2 separate regions of the Zea mays genome follow, and region 2 is linked to region 1. A link is a contact called in public Hi-C data. All regions are on one chromosome and are shown on one strand. The core of a region is the stretch at or near the end of the contact, and the rest is flanking DNA. Distances in the headings are between cores, read along the strand shown. Region 1 holds the start of LOC103646598. Region 2 holds the start of LOC100194244.

Region 1 (5,193 bases), core at 221-2,720:
AATGAACCAGCGTGAACGGTTTGCCGTTATTACCATTTGCATACATCTTTTGTGCCTCATCCATTAACTGATCATCAGAGTACCCACTTGTATGCATTTTTGATACTGCGCTCCAACACCCATTGAAATTGTTGATCACTGTCTTCAACCTTGTCCAGTGTATCTTTAATTGATTGACGTCCCTTTGACGATCTGCTGGAGCATGCTTGTTAAAGTATTCTGCAATTTCCTTCCAAAAAGTTTCTCCTTTCTTGTCATTGCCATGTATTGGATCATTAGAACAGTTCAACCAAGCACTAGCCTATGAATATGAAACATCAAATTAGAAGTTCATTCCTGTATAATATTATATATATGAGAAGGTTTGAAAAGGTTTATTACCAGCCTCACTTCCTCGTCATGTGTCCAATACCTTTTCTTGACTGCCTTAGATTCCTCAGTGGTTGCATCACCATCACCATCAATCTGAATTGTTCCTTTAGCTAGTCTGGATGGTTTTTGAGTCCTTTTAGCATTTGGTGGCGGTGGCGGTGGCGGAGAAGTGTTGAAGTTCTGTGTGAGACCAACAAAGTGGAAATTCTCTCCAAGTGGCTGCGACGGCATTGGCATGTATGGTTGGTTAATGAGATTCACAAAACCATTTGGTGGATAAAAGTTCCTGTACCACAAAACAGAAGACCTAATTACTACATGCCTTCCAGAATCCAAAATTACTAAAGGTTGGAGGCATCAGACTAATAAAAAAAATACCAAAGTCCACAATACGTACCATGGGGGATTTGGAGACTGTACTTGTTGCGAATCAGGTGAAGAGGGCGAACGGAGTGACGTAGGTGCCGGCACATGCTGCTGACCATGGCCCTTAGCAGCAGCAACGGAGCGGCGCCGCCCTGCCCCTGAGGACCTCTGATTCGTTGGGTCCATCGCGAGCAGGTGCGGTCGCCGGGAGGTGCGGTCGCCGGCGGACAAGTCCCAGCGGGAGCAGGTGATGGCGCCCTGGATCGACGCTCCGTGTGGGAGCAGGTGAGCCGATGGGCGCAGGCGATGGAGCAGGTGACGGGCGCAGGTGACAGAGCAGTTGTGGGAGCAGGTGACGGAGCCGACGGGCGCGCGTGTGGGGTGGCAGATGACGGCGGACCAAGCCGACGGCGGACCAAGCAGGTGACGGCGGACCAAGCGAGAGCAGATGAAGGCAGGGATAGTATATTTGGGCCTCAAGCGCGCGTGTGGGGTGTGGGAGAAGAAGCCACAGTGGATCTCGGAATGAAACGATATGGGCCTCAATGGGGGTTTCACACGATTTCACATGTCTTGGAAACGGGTTGGCAGCGTTTCATGGAGATGAAACTAGTTCCTTCTCTTCCCTCATTAAATCATTGATATGTCATTAAAAATGCTGATGTGTCACAGTAATTAATGTCATGAAACTCTCCATGAAACCCTCATTGAGAATAGCCTGAGAGCGCGTGGGTGGGAGGGACAGATCACAGACGACGAGGAGGAGAATGCTCCGTCTCCGCACGCACCACGCGATGCTTCGAATTCGACAATTCCTTCCGTGGCCCTGCTCCTTCCCTTCCCTCCCTCCCTCCTTCCATTCCACCGCAGCTGGCCACCACCACACAAAAACGGCAAAAACACACACCGCGGGCAAGCACCGCCAATCTCTCCACACAAAAAATCCATCAACTACTCAACCCCCTCCTCCAGCCTCTGCTCGCCGCGCGCGGCGCTGTAGCATTCTGCCGTCCATCGTCGCCCCGGCTCCCCATCCCTGCTCCTGGCGTCAACATCCCAACCATCCCCGGAGCGCGCCAGGGGTGGCGGCGACACGAGGCTGCTTACGATCGTCGGCGACAGCGCCTCCTCCCACTCCATGCCGTCGGCGGTGGCGGAGCCTTTGCCGGATGGCAAGTACGAAACGGATCGTGCCGGGGCGGTAACCGTCGTCGGGGCAGGCGCAGATCACAGCATCGACGGAGCGGTTAATGGTACGCGCCTGCCGATCGTTTTTTCTCTCTAATTAAAAAATCGCGTCCGCTTTTGCCACCGTCTTCAATCGCTGGTTAATGGAGGGCTGGGTTATCTATTTACGCATCGTCCACAATGCCGCACATTTTTAGTATATTTTCGTGTATATTCCTTTCCCTCTGTTACGTTTATCTATCTATATATAACAAAATCTATTTACTTATCCTGTTCACAGAAACTCTTTAATCACTCTACTGGGTGGGGGTTGTCATGGATTGATGGGGCAAAAAAAAAAAAGCGATGAATCAAGTTAGGTGCCGTTCGGTTGTTTAGGATTGGTGAGTCGGAACGGTTCATAACCGGATTGGTTCTCTAATTTATATAAACTTTGATTAGCTGGAATGATTTCGGGTGTAATCCGACATAAACGAACAAACCCTTGGCTGTATGTTATCAAGCGCAAGACTACTCCACCTTGTTAGGTGGGCCGGCACATTTCGCGACAGCATAACACAAAGCTGTCGATTCTGTTTGGTAGGATTGTTCGTCCGGTGAGGTGTGTGAATGTGTGATGATGAACGGTCATATCACCCAGCAGAACAAGACAGGTAGCTCGTGCGTTAGGTCACCTGATTGTTTGACGAGCCTAAGGAGAAGGTTAATGCCGGTAAATTCGAAGGATCGGAGACGGATGTGCTTTGCAACTATCTGACCTTAATGCCGTCCTGTGGCCCGTTTCTTTGACTTCTATTCTATATATGGGGCGATGTTGTACTGCCTTCTCTGTTTGCAAACCTTGAGGGGGAAGAACTTATTAATTTCGTCCAGTAAATAAATGCGCCGTCGTATTCTGCAGTTGGGACTTGAATGTGAGGTGTCCTGAATACTATGACGAAATAGTATTAGTGGACAAATAAAAATCGATGTCCAAATGTACTTTTCTCTAGCTGTCAATGGACAAATCTTCTTCCCCTGACAAAAAAAAAACACATAGACCTTGTGATACCACGCTTCCTACAAACTGGAAAGTCAATCGTGTCTACATCCATTATTTCACAACAAAAGTTCAAGTGTCTCACCTTTTCTGATAATAAGTTAGTGCCAACTCTCTGTCCATGGGAATTTTCTTTTTTTTTCTTTTTAGTTCCAATGTCACCGCAACAGTTTCTTGTATTTATAACGCTTGACGCACTTGCTTTACCTTGTAAATGAAGTCGTAGCTGCAATTCATTGCTCTCTGTCTGTTACTATGTTTCAATTGCAACAGGACTTCCGCGCCTGCCTTTGATGCCTCAACGTAGGCGACAAATTTAAATTGCGCCTTCATTTCGTTCTGTTAACCTAGTAACATGCCTCTCTTGATGTGGCCACCAGGAAGCAAAGACGAGTCGTTCTTCGAAGCGAGGCCCTGGCTAGATTCCGACAGCGAAGACGATTTCTACAGCGTCAGAGGAGGTAAAAACCTGAACTATAGGTTCACACCATGTTCCGGAGCACTGCAAGTAAAAATTTTCTCATTATTTTGGCATGTTTCCTCGTATTGGCTGAAGATTTCACTCCGTCAAGAGGCAGCACACCCGTTCATCCGAGATTAACGCCCTCAAGTGGGCGGATGCTGGCAGACAGGTCGGGTCCTTCTCTGGTAAAAAAGAAGCAGAGACTCCTCGAGCTTCTTCAGGAGGAGCAGCATTATGACGACGAGGATGACAGCGTCACCGATGCTAGCAATGATCTGGAAAGTAGCGCAGTTCATGCCATAGAAGAAGAAGAAGAACACACGAGGACTCGTCGCAGAAGTGAGAAATCGAAGAAGTCATCGGGGTCAGGCTGCCTTCCAACCTTCATCTGGAAGCGTAGCTTCACAGCCTGCAGGAAGAAGAAAAAAGAAAAAGGAGCAGAAGGATAAAGCGACCAAGCATTACGGTGCCAAGTTATGATTTTGTAAAGAAGAGGAGAACAGATTTTAATAGGCTGCGGAGGTGCGTGTACATATACGTTTTGAGCGGTGTACTCTGCTAAAGAAAAAAGGTTAAAGGAAAGATGATGTAGGGTAAAAATATACAGGACTGGTTTGACAAAGGTGCATTGCAGACTTTCAGCTCTGGACATTGCAGAGAAAACATTTAGATTCCCCGAGAGGGAAGCTATAGGTGTCGTATAGTCTTAGAGCAACTCCAACAGTCCTGCTCTCTAAATTATAGATTTAATAAGTTGCTAAATAAATTTGGAAGTAAAAAATGTGTGTTCTCCAATAGTTCTCTAAATATAGGTTGTAGTTTTGTTTTGTATCTATCCACATCAAAAAATATAAGTCATAAATGTCATCAATTACCTTCATTATCTACATAATGCAGTCAATATTTTTGTTTAGGGAGTTACTGAATGGTTGTCAAATGCAGAGAGAAAATGAGGTTAATGTAGAGAAGAAATGAGGTTAGATGAGAAGTTTCTAAATTTAGGAAGTTCATTTATAGAGTGTTTGGTTTGAGGAATCAAACCATCCAAATTGAGGTGGTGTATCATGAGTTCATTCCTCAAATTTGGTGGAAGGACTCCATTCCTCATATTAGTACTAACTAACTAACTATAAGGAATGAGGTAGTGATGGATGAACTCATTCTATTCCGCAAACCAAACAAAAATAGTGAGGAGTGAGAATATGATAGACTAGCTCATTCCTCAAACCAAACACCCCATTAGAGAACTGTTGGAGATGAGTTTTTATATTAACTACCTAAATTATTGATTTAGGAAGTCTTTTAAAAAATTACTGAAGTTGCTTTTATGTTTAGCTGTTTGACAAAAAGAAATGAGTCCAATAGTTTTCTATGTTGTATACCTCATGTTCTAAGGGTGTTTAAATGCACTAAAACTAATAGTTAGTGACTAAAATTAGTTGAGACATCCAAACACCTTAGCTAATAGTTCAGCTATTAGCTATTTTTGGTAAATTAGTTAATAATTAGGTAGTTATTTGTTAGCTAGCTAATTCCACTAACAATTTTTAACCAACTAACTATTAGTTCTAATGCATTCAAACATTTCCTCACTTGAGCGTCTTCTAGAGAAGAGAAAACCTGTTCACTTCCTAAATATGAAGGAAGCAATATTTCCAAAAAATGAATCTGTACTACATTAAGAGCGGTGTGTAGACCGCCCCCGCCCCCGATAACCACGCAACTGCCCGACCTCCGTTTTCATCGCCGCCGCGCCGCGCCGCAC
Region 2 (5,372 bases), core at 1,317-3,816, 240 kb before region 1:
TTGAAAAGCTATAAATGGAAGGAAAGGGAAAAACAGATATCAAAATCCTTGAAGATATATAATAGTACTTAATCGCTTACCATTCCGGAACCAATCAGATACTGAATGGTCTTCTCAATTTGTTTCATGTCAACCCGTCCAGTAAGGTACATGTACTTATTAAGGAGGTCACCATGTCTGTTCTCTTCAGCTGTCCATGCCCTTGTCCAAACTGCCCACGTGGTTGGACTTGCACCAGTTTCATCCCGGACTCCATCAAGGGTGTTAAGCATTGTTTGATAGGTTGGTAAGGCTTCCTCAGTAACCATATCACCAACTAAGCAAACAAAGTACTCATCAGGTATTTCATTTGCCCGTTCCCTCAGTTCTTTAACCTCATCATAAAATCCATCAGAAGACGGCTCTGGTAGGAAGTCCTGTGGCTGCCATGACTTTTCAACTGGCTTCAGCAGGTTCAATAGGTTATCCTTGGCCCAAGGTTGAAGTGAATCGAAAATCTCCCGCTTCTGAGGTGGTAGTGAATGGGTAATTTGGCGATGTACCTCACGTGGAGGAGTATAGGGTTCTTTGACAGTCTTGACCCTAGTAAAAGCACCCAAGTAATCAAAAAATGTAAAATGAACATTGCAGAGTAAGGGAAGTAGTTGGCAAGGTGATCCATTCATAAGGGAAAACAAAAGGAAATGTGTGCAATTCACAACAACCTATCTACCACGAAATCTTCAGGAAGTAAATTTCCACATATTTCTTCCAGAAAACTAGAACAAACTATACTATAGACTGGGAACTTCCACTTGTTTCTTGCAGAAAATTTAGGAAACAAATTATCTAACACAAAACCTGGGACTGGAAACTTCCATATATTTCTTGGGAAAAAAGTTACAGTGACCAAGAGATTTCTTTAGCAATTCATAAGCCACATGGAGCAGAGTGAAACAACTTATTTACAATGGTAGGAAGGGCTTCTGATCTTTGCATAGACAGCTTGCCTCGGGCTTTTACAATTTAACCTAAACAAAGCAACCATCTGAAGCAATTACTGGAATTTTCCAAACATGAACACTCTCTCCGTTCCCATTTATAAGACATTTTGGCTTCTCTAGTTTCATTCTCTTTGTTATGTATCTAGACATGATTTATATCTAAGTGCATAACAAAATTATGTACCCAAAAGAGTCAAAACGCCGTATAATTTGAAACAGAGGGAGTATTATCTAATGGGGTAGGTTTAAGTGCTAACGTTAAAATTGCAACATATATGCTACACTAAGGTAGGAGAACCAAGTGCAATGTTTGATCAACTAAAGCACAACCAACACACTGCAAAATTCATGTTAATAAATATACGACACTCCACAATTAACAATACATCTTTATCATTTCATCCTCAGTTTAGTAACCACTTCTTATGTTTGATGGCAGGTAGTGATTGCTTTCTTACTGTTTCAGAGTATCAAATGCATCAGTTTGACTATTGATAATCATCTATATTTCAAAGTGTTCTTGTGACGCTCAATGTTTACTCGTCCGATTAATAGCGATTAGTCACGATTAATCGTCCAAGTCGGTTTGGACCAATCACGATTAATCGCTTAAGTCGTCCGACTAATCGTGATTAATTGATATGAATCCTAATTTCGTCCGGTGAACATAAGTTATGTTATGATTGGAGTGAAGTTTGACAAATTCTTACATCATAGTCTCTAAAACGAACATATTTATTATCATCATCAAATAGAGTGACAAAATCTAGTTGTTTAATTGACAAATTAGGATGTAATATTACACGTATAAAACATTGTTTGCTGTAGATAACATTGTTTGTTTAGTGGAGTTTAAAATAAAAGGTGCAATAGGGAATGAGACATAGAGTTGCCGGAGAGAGCCTTAGAAAGAATGTAAAGTCAAAACGGGATGGTAATCCCTGATGTAAACGGGACGGTAATCTCGTTTTCGGCGCCTGGTGGAATTCGATTTCAAAACGGGATGGTAATCCCTGATGTAAACCAATCGTTTCTTAAGCTCACGACATCTCAATCGCCATCAGCAGATTTGAACAAGTTTGAGACATCAACAGCCAACTACTTTCTGCATGTACTAATACCGCCGCAATTGACTGAGAGATGAAACAAAAAAAAAATCGACTGATAGATAAAAAAAATCAACTGAGAGATGAAGACAACAAATCAGTCACAAATGTATCCAAAATCGTGGATCTCGATAAAAACGAGGGGGTGGGAGGAGGAAAAAAACAATGTGGCATCTCTGCCCCACCCAGATCACGAATCAATCGCAAAGGTAAAACTTTCACCAGTGATTTGCTTCGATCCAGCAGACCAAGTCAATGCAGATCGGGAATATCACTTACCCCAACGATTGTGGCTCCCAACAACCGACACGTTTCCGCAAAAAAGCATCTCACGGTCAGGAAGACAGCGAGAGGCGAGGGATCCGCTGTGCTCACCTGTTGATGGTGGACGCCATGGCCACCACCACCCCACGGGCCATCCTCCTCCGGGCGAGCGGCGGCAGCGGCGCTGCCGCGGCGCCATGCGACACGGGGGACACCCTCAACGCCATGCCGATCCCTCGACAGTCGACGCAGAGGACAGGATCTTGACGTTGTCCCCTTCCCTGTGCCTGCTGCACTCACGCTGCAACAAGGGGCTCCTCTCGACGTGTCGGCTATTGAAAAGGGTCGCCCAGGCTGGCAGGCTCCTTTCCGCCATGAAAAACTCCATATTTTCTTTTTGTCGTTATTTCACTTCAACAAGTTTTTCAGTGTACTTTTTCCAGTGCTGAGTAGTCAGCGTTTCCAACCTCTTTTGGTAGCGTGCATTCAAAGTTCGCCCGTCACCGACGGATGCAACGGATTGGGATACTCGGCAGTCGACTGCTCTCACGCGTCGACGCCGGAGGACCTGTCAGACTGTTCGACTGCCGATGATCCGGATCCCATGCAACCGGTTCATTTGTGCAGAAAATAACTTAGACCCAGTTGTTCGGATTAACAAAATACTCCCTCTGTTCTAAATTATAATTTATTTAACTTTTTTTAAAATACATCTAACTGACTTGTCCTAATCAATTTTTGAAAAAAATAAAGCCATATTTAAAGTATATTATACACTAAACAATATCACAACAAAAATTAATATTAATTATTAAATTTTTAATAAGACGAGTCAGTCAAACCTAAGGTTAAAAAGTCAAACGAAATATAAATTGAAATGGAGCGAGTATTTTGTTGATGAAACTCTTAGGTAGTGTTTGGTTGAAGAGCCAAGTAGAACGGAGCTGTTCTGTCCCAGTTTTGTTGTTGTTTGGTTACAAAGTAACTAGAACGGAGTGACTCCAATTAGAAAAAACACTAGTACAATATCCGTCGCAATATAATCATATTTGATATTCATAAAATAAATTTAATATCGGAGTAAACATATGATTCACATCAGATATTAAATTAATAATAATAAATATTACACTTATCTTAACAAAAAGCCAAGAAATGTATGAGTTGAAAAAGATGTCGACCTTTTTTTAGACCGCTTGGTTGTTCATCCCTTTTCAGCTAGCGAGATGGTACTATGTAGGAGCATTGTGCTACGTGTGGCTTTCTATTGTGTTGTGTGTTGGAGCGAAGACAGAACGACCCCTCGATCTCTTTGCATTGCACACTAACCTGCTACCAAAGTGTCAGACGACCATTCAAGCAAGAAAGAAGCGAATGCCTGGTAACGGATCTCAAAGGTGATGGGATCCGCCCCTTCCACTCTGACAGCAAAGTCAATCGGGTGACCTACGAAGGGGTCAGCCTTCGAGTACTACACAAAGGCCTAACAAAGTCGAAGGTGGTCGACTTCGTCGTGTCGACATGAGCAACGAGTCCACGTCTCCATGAGGAAGGACAAAAGGCATGCGCTAGGTCCTTGCACCATACGATCACTGTGAAACAACACTCAACTACTCTGGGTCCACCTGTCAACGATTGGAGAGGGTACCAATTCTGGTGTGATAGGGAGACTTGTACTTACAGTCCTGTAATTACCCCATTGTACAGTGCACGTCGTGAATATAGTTGGTAGTCGAGGGTATTACTGTACTTAGGTCCACCAACCCTTGACTACCCCTATAAATACCTCTGTCATGTAGCTGCACAAGACACACTTGACAAGAAATTACGCGCTCCCAGCTCACTGTTTTGTGTAAGTGCAATCAATCCATTTGAGGGTTTTGGTGATTAAATGACAAAACAAATAAAGTATCTAATAAGTTTGCTCCTAGTATATGTTCAGTTATTTCAAAGACAAAAGAAGTACAAGCATTAATTGTGAACAAAAAAGGAACGTGTTGTGGCTAAGTTATTTACATCATATGGCGTGCTTCATGTGATTCCAAGCATCAACATATTCAAATTTTACATTTCTTGAGTCGTAGCAATTACCATATAAAGAGGGATTCACAAAGGTAACGGTGTTTGTAAAGCTCAAGTTCTCAGTTTCAAAAGCTAATTTCAAAAACCAAGTCTATTGATCTTTTCTGCGAGTTCAACTGGTTCGAGGTTTTGGTGTTGGAGTCCTCTCTGGTCAAAGCTAGTTGAACCTGCCCTAAGGGGTTGCTCAACTGGTGCAAGCCATTAGAGCTCTCTGCTTAAAACCCGTTAAACTGGCCCTAGGGGCGGTTCAACCGAGTTTTGACCCTGGACCTCTCTGCTCAAACTTAATTGAATCGACACACAAGGGCGGTTCAACCGGTGTTTGTGCAGTTGGCCATGCTACCAACCCCTGTCGGTGTTTCGGGTCCGACCGCGCACCCAGGGTTACCCCCCAAGGTGCTTTTAGGAGTAGGACGGTGTTACCGACTATAGCTCGATGGTTCGTGCTGGGCGCACGAGAAGTAGTAGACAATGATGTACAGGTTCGGGCCGCTTTGAGATGCGTAACACCCTACGTCCTGGCTTGAATGCTTTATGCGATGAGTTACAAGGGAGCTCTCTAGTGCTAGAAAACGTAGAGAGCGGGGTGGATGGCTAAGTGATGAATGATGTCTCCCTTCTTGAAGGGGTGCCCCGTGGGCCTTATATACTCGACCGTGGGGCATTACACGTGGATATGATAACAACGTGTGCCAAAGTAATAGCGAACTAACTGAGTCTATCTTCCTATAGTTCAGCCGACTCATCCTCGCTCAGTTCCGATGTACGGGGCCCCTGCGCGCGAAGGTCGGGTCACTGTTGCGATCACTGCTCGAATTTGTTGGGCCGTCCGGGCTTGCGCCGACCTGGCCGTGTGCTAATCCGTTCCACTGGTCGTTCCTCCCAGGCCCACGAGGGGATGACCTTACGAATTATGAGGGCCCTTGGGCCTTTCGTG

Evidence for each region. Hi-C and Micro-C count contacts between places; a contact is called where the count stands out from the background.
Region 2: a contact with region 1 is called in a Hi-C map of endosperm, with 2.3 times the contacts expected there. The contact joins the promoter of LOC100194244 here to the promoter of LOC103646598 in region 1. A contact is called at or near these places in 5 of 25 Hi-C or Micro-C datasets (bundle sheath, ear, endosperm and 2 more).

The regions. Positions count from the first base shown.
Region 1 is chr2:76,205,980-76,211,172 of Zm-B73-REFERENCE-NAM-5.0, reverse strand. It overlaps LOC103646598, which reads left to right and starts at 1,470. Exons shown (of 3, transcript XM_008671305.2): 1 at 1,470-1,991; 2 at 3,346-3,426; 3 at 3,522-4,302. The coding sequence starts at 1,877. The coding sequence ends at 3,877. It overlaps LOC100384385, which reads right to left and starts at 1,154. Exons shown (of 4, transcript NM_001176928.1): 1 at 770-1,154; 2 at 382-658; 3 at 1-301. The coding sequence starts at 924.
Region 2 is chr2:76,447,772-76,453,143 of Zm-B73-REFERENCE-NAM-5.0, reverse strand. LOC100194244 reads right to left here and starts at 2,566. Exons shown (of 3, transcript NM_001139285.1): 1 at 2,465-2,566; 2 at 81-582. The coding sequence starts at 2,508.